Linked DNA regions of Mus musculus: all the other regions are linked to region 2. A link is a contact called in public HiChIP or PLAC-seq data. All regions are on one chromosome and are shown on one strand. The core of a region is the stretch at or near the end of the contact, and the rest is flanking DNA. Distances in the headings are between cores, read along the strand shown.

The links. HiChIP or PLAC-seq counts read pairs in DNA pulled down with a chosen protein or histone mark.
Region 1: a contact with region 2 is called in an H3K27ac HiChIP or PLAC-seq map of microglia, with 5 times the contacts expected there. The contact joins two enhancer-like sites. A contact is called at or near these places in 2 of 115 datasets of contacts at active chromatin or transcription factors (embryonic basal ganglia and microglia).
Region 3: an H3K27ac HiChIP or PLAC-seq map of microglia shows a contact between it and region 2, with 5 times the contacts expected there. The contact joins two enhancer-like sites. A contact is called at or near these places in 3 of 115 datasets of contacts at active chromatin or transcription factors (embryonic basal ganglia, forebrain and microglia) and 1 of 9 other capture datasets (embryonic stem cells).

What each region holds. Positions count from the first base shown.
Region 1 is chr13:44,644,665-44,647,411 of GRCm38.p6, reverse strand. No RefSeq gene overlaps it. Among named protein-coding and RNA genes, the nearest start is that of Gm40931, 9.0 kb to the right of the region's middle. Within about 2 kb of position 1,296, at least 4 of the 459 cell types and tissues checked have an H3K27ac peak or open chromatin away from gene starts, as enhancers often do. A contact at or near this core is called in microglia, where this site is marked.
Region 2 is chr13:44,064,670-44,067,400 of GRCm38.p6, reverse strand. No RefSeq gene overlaps it. Among named protein-coding and RNA genes, the nearest start is that of Gm33489, 21 kb to the right of the region's middle. Within about 2 kb of position 1,375, at least 78 of the 459 cell types and tissues checked have an H3K27ac peak or open chromatin away from gene starts, as enhancers often do. A contact at or near this core is called in microglia, where this site is marked.
Region 3 is chr13:44,936,540-44,939,239 of GRCm38.p6, reverse strand. All of the region lies in intron 7 of Dtnbp1 (dystrobrevin binding protein 1), which reads left to right. Among named protein-coding and RNA genes, the nearest start is that of Dtnbp1, 64 kb to the left of the region's middle. Within about 2 kb of position 1,324, at least 52 of the 459 cell types and tissues checked have an H3K27ac peak or open chromatin away from gene starts, as enhancers often do. A contact at or near this core is called in microglia, where this site is marked.

The DNA of each region.
Region 1 (2,747 bases), core at 47-2,546, 580 kb before region 2:
TGCCTCTGCCCTATCCCCTATCCTCTCTCTTCAAGATCTTATGGATCTTAGGATGGTCTTGAACTCACCGCGTGTTTTAGAGGATGACCTGTAGCTTCTTATCCTCCTGCCTATACCTCCCCTCTGGGCTTGGTAGCTTACTTTAGTGCTTCTAATTTATTACTTCTAAGTGTGTGAGAGTTGCCTTCAGAGGCCAGAAGAGAACAGTGGATCTCCTGGAGCTGGAGTTGTAAACTGGCCAATGTGAGTGCTAAGAAGACAGCAAGACAGCCGGTACTGTGAACTACAGTCCCTATGCTAGATTTTTGACACCTCTCTCTTGTCTCTCTCTGTCTCTGACTCTCTCTGTCTCTGTCTCTACTTTTAAAAATGTGTATACACACACACACACACACACACACACACACACATTAGATTTGAACTGTACATAAGGCTAGATTTGAACTCACTACATAGCAGAGGATGGCCTTGAACGTCTCTCATCCTTCTGCCTTCACTTCCTGAGTGCTTAGGATTGCAGGCAAGTGCCACCATGCCTAGTTTTATGCTGTGCTGAGGATTGAACCCTGGGCTTCCTGAATGCTAAGTGAGCACTCTATAAAATGCTACCTTTTCATTTTAGGACGTGGCTGCACCATGTGGCAGCTGAGTTCTATCCTTATAGGTTTCTGCACCTCAGTGTTGAAGAAACGAAACAGCCTCAGGGAAAAACTGTCCATAGATAACTTTTATCTTCAGAGGGTTGACTCCTATTTGCTTGATTCATTGGGCAATTTAACCACTTCTGCCTAGTCACTGAGTGGAGGGGGAGAGGGCTATGGAGACTATTTAGTTACTATTGCCTGATCCCACAAACCCTGGATATATTGTGCACTGATCATACAGTTTTATTCATCTACCATTTAAAAGAAATACAGTAGATGTTGTGGTTTGAATAGGAATGACTTCTATAGACTCATAGATTTGAACGCTTAGAGAAAGGCACTATTAGGAGGTACGGCCTTGGCTGGAGAGATGGCTCAGTGGTTAAGAGCACTGACTGCTCTTCCAGAGGTCCTGAAGTCAATTCCCAGCAACCACATATGTAATGAGATCCAATGCCCTCTTATGTTGTGTCTGAAGACAGCAATGGTATGCTCACATACTTGAAGTCAGTCAATCTTTTTTTTTTTTTTTAAGGAGGTGTGTTCTTGTTAGAGTAGATGTGCCCTTGTTGGAGGAAGTGTGTTACTTTGGGGAAGGGTTTTCAGGTCTCAGAAGCTTGGGTCAGTTCACTTCCTGCTGCCTGCCAATCTGGATGGAGAACTCCAGGTCCTTTGTCAGCACCATGGCTTCCTGCACACTGCCATGGTTCCTGTCATGACTGTAAACAGCCCCAATGAAATGTTTTCTTTTCTGAGAGTTGCCATGGTCATGGCCCTAACTGAGAAAGCAGATTTATGTGTGTGCCCTATTCTCGTCTGAGCAGCATTTCTGCTGATTTTAGCTCTTGTCCTCACGGGGCTGGCAGAAGCTCATGAAGTTGCTCCCCTCCTGTGGTAGGAAGAGGGCCATGAAAAAGACTCTGTAGTGTGGCCTGACAGTTTTGACAAGCCTTGTCAAATTGTCCTTCCCGGCGGTGCCTCTTGCCCATTAGGAGGCTGATTGCTTATGAGGGAACCTCTCGAATTCCAGCAGAGACAAGATCAAGGCCTAACGTACAGAATGAACAGAGGCCTCTCTTCCCTTGACCAACAAATTTTGACACAATGGCTTGTCAACAAACAGGCCTGGGGTGGGAAGATAAAGAGTCGTCATTTGGGAATAAATGCTGTTATTTCTCCTACACAATTTGTAACCTCCTTTCAACCCTCCCCCTCCTCCTCCCCCTTCCCCTAACCACTACATTTTGCACACCAGGAAAATGCTCATGCTGCCATGGCTGGACAGCGTCCAACCCAACACCGGTGTGCCATTGCTTGCTCCTGATGTGGGTCCATGCCTTTACTCTTTCTAAACGTCTCCATCTTCACTTTAAATTTTTTTTTTTTCCTGGTAGTGTGCAATCATGTTGGAGACAAATAAAACCCGGTGTATGTACCTGCGTGCAATGTGGGTGAGAGACAGTCATACCAAGCACCTTGATCTGATCATTTCACATTGTATATACATGGCCTGAAATGCCACAGTGTACCCCATAGAGATATGCAACTAGTATGTGCCAAGAAGCCATTAAATGTGGGCTGGTAAGATGGCTCAGTGGGTAAAGGCACTGGAGACCAAGCCTGCCAAACGGACTTTGGTCCCTAAGAGCCACATGGTCGAAAGAGAGAGCTCCTTTTCCAGTAAGTTCTTCTCTGACCTCTAAATGCTAACCCGGACACACACACACCCCTCTCCAACAGAAAAGAAATCAACTACATATATTTATTTGAGATAGGGTCTCATAGAGCTCAAGTAGACTTCAAACTTGATACCTAGCAGACGATGACCTTGGCGACCCGACCCTATTCCATGTGTTGAGATTACAGGCATGTGCCACTATATTAAATTTCTATGTATTTTGGTTTTGGTACAGGGTCTTGCTATATTTTCTACTCTGTCCTTCACAAACACAATCCTCCTGTCTTGGGCTCCAGAGTACTGGGTTAACAGATACACTCCAGCATGCTAAAAATATTAATTAAAAAAAAAATAGACAGAAAACAAATGAGAACAAATGAAAAATGCCTATAGCCTAGCATTTTGGGGGGTCAGATCAGGAAGAT
Region 2 (2,731 bases), core at 126-2,625:
CTGCCCGCCATTCATTGGTCAAAAACTATCATTTATGAAAGGAAGCCAACTCTCACCATTGTCCTTTCAAGATAGTACCAGAAGCCTGAGCATAGTCTCCTGACAAAGGAACATGGGGGTTCCTTGGGATACCTGGACCTAGAGTACCCCCAAAGTGTGAAAGGGTCCCAACAGCAAAGTTGGCTGCAGTTGGTTCCCTGGCTGCAGGAGCTATGGCCAGAGTGTGTCCCCCATTCCTTAAGTCTGTGTGTAGATGTCTCAGTCTCCACGGTGACTATTTGGATGTGAGATCTTTAGGATGGAATTCAAATTAAATAAGGTCACAAGGGTGGGCCCCAATCTAGTAGGGCTGTTGGTCTTACAAGAAGAGAAGGGGACAGCAGAGGTCTCTGTCCCTTCAGAGGAAGAGAGAAAGGGACATGTGAAGACACAGCCAGAAGGCAGCCAGGGAGTGTGACCAGGATCTGCAGTTGAATGGCATTTGGTCGTGGATTTCTGAGCCCCTAGAACTGTAAGAAATGAATGCCTGCTGTTTAAGCCACCTGATCTGTGACATTTTGCTAGAACAGCACAAGCGGACTAAGAACGATGCAGTAACCCTTAGCTGGTTCATCACAATATCCGTGAGAGAGCTCTGCTAAGACAGTCTGCAGTCCCAGGTACAGTGGGATCCAAGTGGCCACTCCTAATCTGCCATTCCTTAGCCCCTGCCATTGGTACAACAGTTAGGGTCCACTTGAGATCCTCTGGGTTTCGCCTCTTGCTTCTTTACCTTAACTTGCTTCAGTAACTAACCTTGCTTGATAGCATAGAAGTGGGACATACCAGGAGGGTATTCAGTATACGGCCATTCCTCCCCTACTGCTCAGTCAACCTACAAGGAATGAGAAGCCAAAGAACCAACCTGTACCCCAACTCCCTGCTCATTCTTCAGTTTGGAGAGGCTGCAATGAGGCAGGAACCTTCTAGAGGACAGGAGTCTGGTTATCCTGCTCATGTGACAATTAGGTGACAGTTGTTAGCAACCAACCACCTAGACTCTACTGAGCCCAGCACTACAGGGCAGAGGCTTCAAAAGCCACAGACTGTATTCTCTAGCAGAGGGGACAGTGCCTCGTGGGGTCTGAAGCCCAGCTGTTGACTTCTGGATCTGGCCTGCCTCTCATCGGCCAGCAGCTTCAGAGAGGAAGAGAGAGGTCCCGCTGCAGACAGAGACCTGGAATCAGTTTTGTCTCGTCCTCCTCCATGTCCAGGGCATACATAGGAAGAAGTGTGGAGCAGACAGACAGAAATGGACGGCTTTATCCAGGTGCACACCTCACTGGTTCTGTCAGCCACGACCGGGCCCCCGGGTCTATGTTAAATCCACTTCCTCAGACTAAAAATAACCATTCACAAGCAACAAACGTCAAAGTATTTTTAGCACACTTCAGACAACCAACCTTCCTGTTAGACTTCGGCTTTTGCTCTCTGAATCGGCTGCAAGCACAACTGAAACTACCCAGAACTCTGCACCTCAAATAGGCCACGGTGACCCCAGGTGACATCTGACTGTCGATGCCAAAGAGACTTTGTACCGGGAGATTAGAATCTCTAACGGCCTTCTGCTTTCAGCTGGCAGAAAGCCAGGCGTTAAGAGAGAGGGAAGGCTCAAACATTCAGGGTGAAGAGTTCTGGCCTTCTGAAGGTCACTGGTGTGGTTTCCTGAAGAAGGTCTTAGGAACCAGAATGCGGGACGGTTGCAATAGTTACAGTGGAAAACCAAGGAAGCCTGTGACCTGGCCACACTGGCACACAGCTTCCAGGTGATGAAGACATTTCACCCTGTGATGCTAGGCAGCGAAGGAAAAGAAACTGGCCAACTGTCACCTGTCAAAGACAATTTTAGGGGTGGCAGCATAATTCATTAAGAGAGAAAAAAAAGAGTATTTTCTTTTAAACATGTATATATAGCAGGTGAACTCTAGGAAGCAACTTACATTTAACTAAACAGCAATTTGTTTCCGCCAAAGTTCTCTTCCTATAACAGGTCTACCAGGTCTTAGCTGTCTCTTGTCCCCTTCACATGTACCATTGCTCTGTGGCAGTAAGAGATTGGGGGCAAATACAGAGCTGGGCTAAGAAGCCATAATCTTTATAAAGAATGGTCCATACCACCGGGAGGCAAGAATGGGAATATTTAGGGGAAGATATGTGTAGAATAAAGAAATTGGAGAAAGACGTCTAAATGTGTGCCCTGGCCAAATGAGGTTAGTTAGGGTGGCAAAGGCGTTTTTTCTGAGACCCTATTGAAAGCGACCTGACTGTGACAACTTCATTCATCCAAAGCTAGAAAAGAAAGGCAAAGCTTCGTCTGAAGAAAGAAGCAAGAAATGGGCTCACACGCATCTTCTTGACTTTGTCTTTACCCTTCAACTAAATGTAATTTTTTTCTGCCTTTGAGTAAAAAAAAAGTCACTCCTCTCAGCATGCCAACATGGCACCCCTTCTTCTCTCCCTGAGAAGAGCATAGAGAGAGGGCAAGGGGGAGCCTGCCCAGAGATGGGGTGCTGAGACATGAGGTAATGTCTGTTCCTGAGCTATGGTTGAACCCAGAAAGAGCTTGACAGGGGCTGCAGAGAAGGGGGTGCTGGTTTCTAGACACTTCTTTATGTTTGGCCTAGGTATAGGCCAACCTTCAAAGCAAATGTCGGTTTTGGAAATGTGTGTGTGTGTGTGTGTGTGTGTGTGT
Region 3 (2,700 bases), core at 75-2,574, 870 kb before region 2:
GAAACAGAAGTTTCATCACAAACAGCAGTGAGCCTAGTTTGTCTTTACTGTAAGATGGCTTTTAAGCCTAAGACAGAGGCAGACTAGTTCTTTAGTTTGCCAATATTTTTCTTGTATAGGGATTTTCAGTGCATTTTGAAGTATAAATAAGACCTTTTGTTTTGATGGAGGTTTTGGTTGGTTGATTAGTTTTGAGGTAAAATCTCTCTAGGTAGGCTTGGTTGGTGTGTACTTTCTATGTAAAGTATGTTGGCTTCAAACTTGTTATACCTCTCTCTATCTCTGCTTCCTGAATCTGGGATTACTGGCATGAACCACAGTGCTTAGCTTCAAGTGTTTTCATTTTGACAGTTTCTTTTAATTTTTTTTTTTTAATCTGCCTTCTTTCCATATCCTAGAACTCTGCTTCACTCGAGACTGAGGCTCTCCTGTTCTGTTTAGAGGTTTTTGTAATTGTCAGGTTCCATTTGGATGGGAGGTCATAGAAAGCTGTGTGAGGGAGTAGTGTTTTAGCTCAGAGAGGGGCGAATACAGTGTGTGGGTGAAACGCCTCGTTTGCCTATCTGGGTGCAGTTCTTAGGCTGGAGCACAGTACTGCTCCTGGAAGTACTGCATGGAACCATCTCTGCTAAATTAGCCATAGACAGAGAGTATGACCAGAGTGGCTCCACTCTGCCTTCCAGAACAGAAGTGGGTCAAAAGCCAGCTCTGGTAGCTCATATCTGTAATCCAAGCATGTGGAAGGCTGAGGCAGGGGTATTGCCATGAGTTTGACATCAGCCTTAACATCAACAACAAGAAAAGTGTGCATAGTTTGGGGAAAGATCATTGCTGTTTAGGAGGCTGTTGACCAGGCTCAAGAAATACAGTCAGCTTCGGCCTGCAGGAATTAGAACAGTCGAGCCTGATTGTTTGAAATCTCTCAAGATGGTAAGTGGGTTAGATCATAACAGTGTCTGTGGCTTCTACCCCATCCACTAGGAAAGGAGGAGCTGCTTCCAAACCTCCACACAGCAAGTCATTTTAGACCTCTCCAGGGCTGGCTTGCTTCCCTCTTCAGAAGATCTTTGGGGTGGGTGTGGGGATTGGAAGCAAGTAGGTTGTTAATCCATGTATCATTTTTTATTTTAGTTGTTGTTAATTTTGTTTTAAGATAAGGTCCTTTTTATTTAGGACATAGGGAGGGGAGATGAGGGAGTAGAGGCAGAGAGAGAGGGGAAAGAGAGAAGAGGGGGAGGGAAGTGTAGAAGGAGGAAGTGGAGGAGGAGGAGGAAGAAGCTGACCATGAACACATGGAGGGGGTGGAGAGAGAAGAGACAGAGAGGGAAAAGAGGAAGAACAAGAGTAAAGCAAGGCCAGGGTTGGTCTCAAGCTCTCTAAGGATGACCGTGGACTGAGCCTTCTCCCCCACTTAAGTGCTAGAGTCACCACCCTGCCTCACCTACGTGTGTGCAGGCAGACCAAAGGTCAGCTTTAGGTGGTGTTCCTACGAAGCCTTCTACCTTGTTTGTTGAGACAAGATCTCTGACTGGGACCTGGAGCTTGTTGCTTAGGCTAAGGGGACTGGCCAGGGAGCCGTCTCACCTGTCTCCGTGTCCCCTGTGCTAGGACTACAGGTGCACACCGCTGTGCTGGCCGCTCATGTGGGTGTGGGGGATCGCGCTCCTGCCCTCATGCTTTTGATCTGTACAAATACTTTTACTGAGCTGTTTGATTAGTCTACATTTTTTGGTTTTGGTTTATCAAACATAAGGCAACTAGTAAAAACATAAAGTGTGTGTGTGTCACTGTGATAAACACCATGACCAAAAGCAACTTGGGGGGGGGGGGGGGCAAGGACTTATCCTCTAGGCAAGTCAGGTTAGGAACTCAAGGCTGGAGCTTAGAGGTAAGGACTGAGCCGAGGCTGTGGAGATGGGCTGACCCTGAGATACTCTCAGGGCTAACTCAGCCTACCTTCTTACACAACTCAGGGTCACTTGCCCAGGGGTGGCTCCTCCCACCATAGGCTAGACCGCCCCACATCAATCAAGAAAATGACCCACAGACTTGCCTATTTGCCAGTCTAATGAAGGCATCTTCTCAATTAAGGTTCCCTATTCCCAAATGACTCTAGTTTGTGTTAAGTTGACAAAAAACCTAGCACAATGTGGAAGAAAACATGACCCCAGGAGAATGTGGGTTGGTTTCAATTGATGGTGCTTTGATCAGTTCCGTTATGCGTGTGACTGTCATCAAGCCCCTCACTGCATTGCAGCATTGCATGCTGTGTTAATGCAGTGAGAGCAGCATGCTTTACACCTCTGTGCCGTCTCTTGGCAGCTCTCTCCTTGGGGTGTGTATGTGTACTTTTGAAAACAGTTTATTACAGTTTTGCCTACTGGTCTTAATTTTATGACATGAAATTTCAAGTTGAAATGGTTTGAAAACACCTCCATTGTTTCTGCGAATGGGGAAGATGAGAACCCAGTTCATATTTGTGGTGCCAGCACCATGGTGTAGTGACTGGTTATACACTATGGGGTGCAGAGTGCTCCCCACTCAGTGTCTGGTGATGGTGCTGTGGTGCTGCTGGGTGGCCACTCTACTGCAGGCTTTTCTCCTTTGTAACATTCTACTGTCAAACATTCTCCTGCAGCAAGTGTCTCATCGTGATGCCACAGACCTCACTGCAGACCACCGAGCCCTTCTGGTGATCTC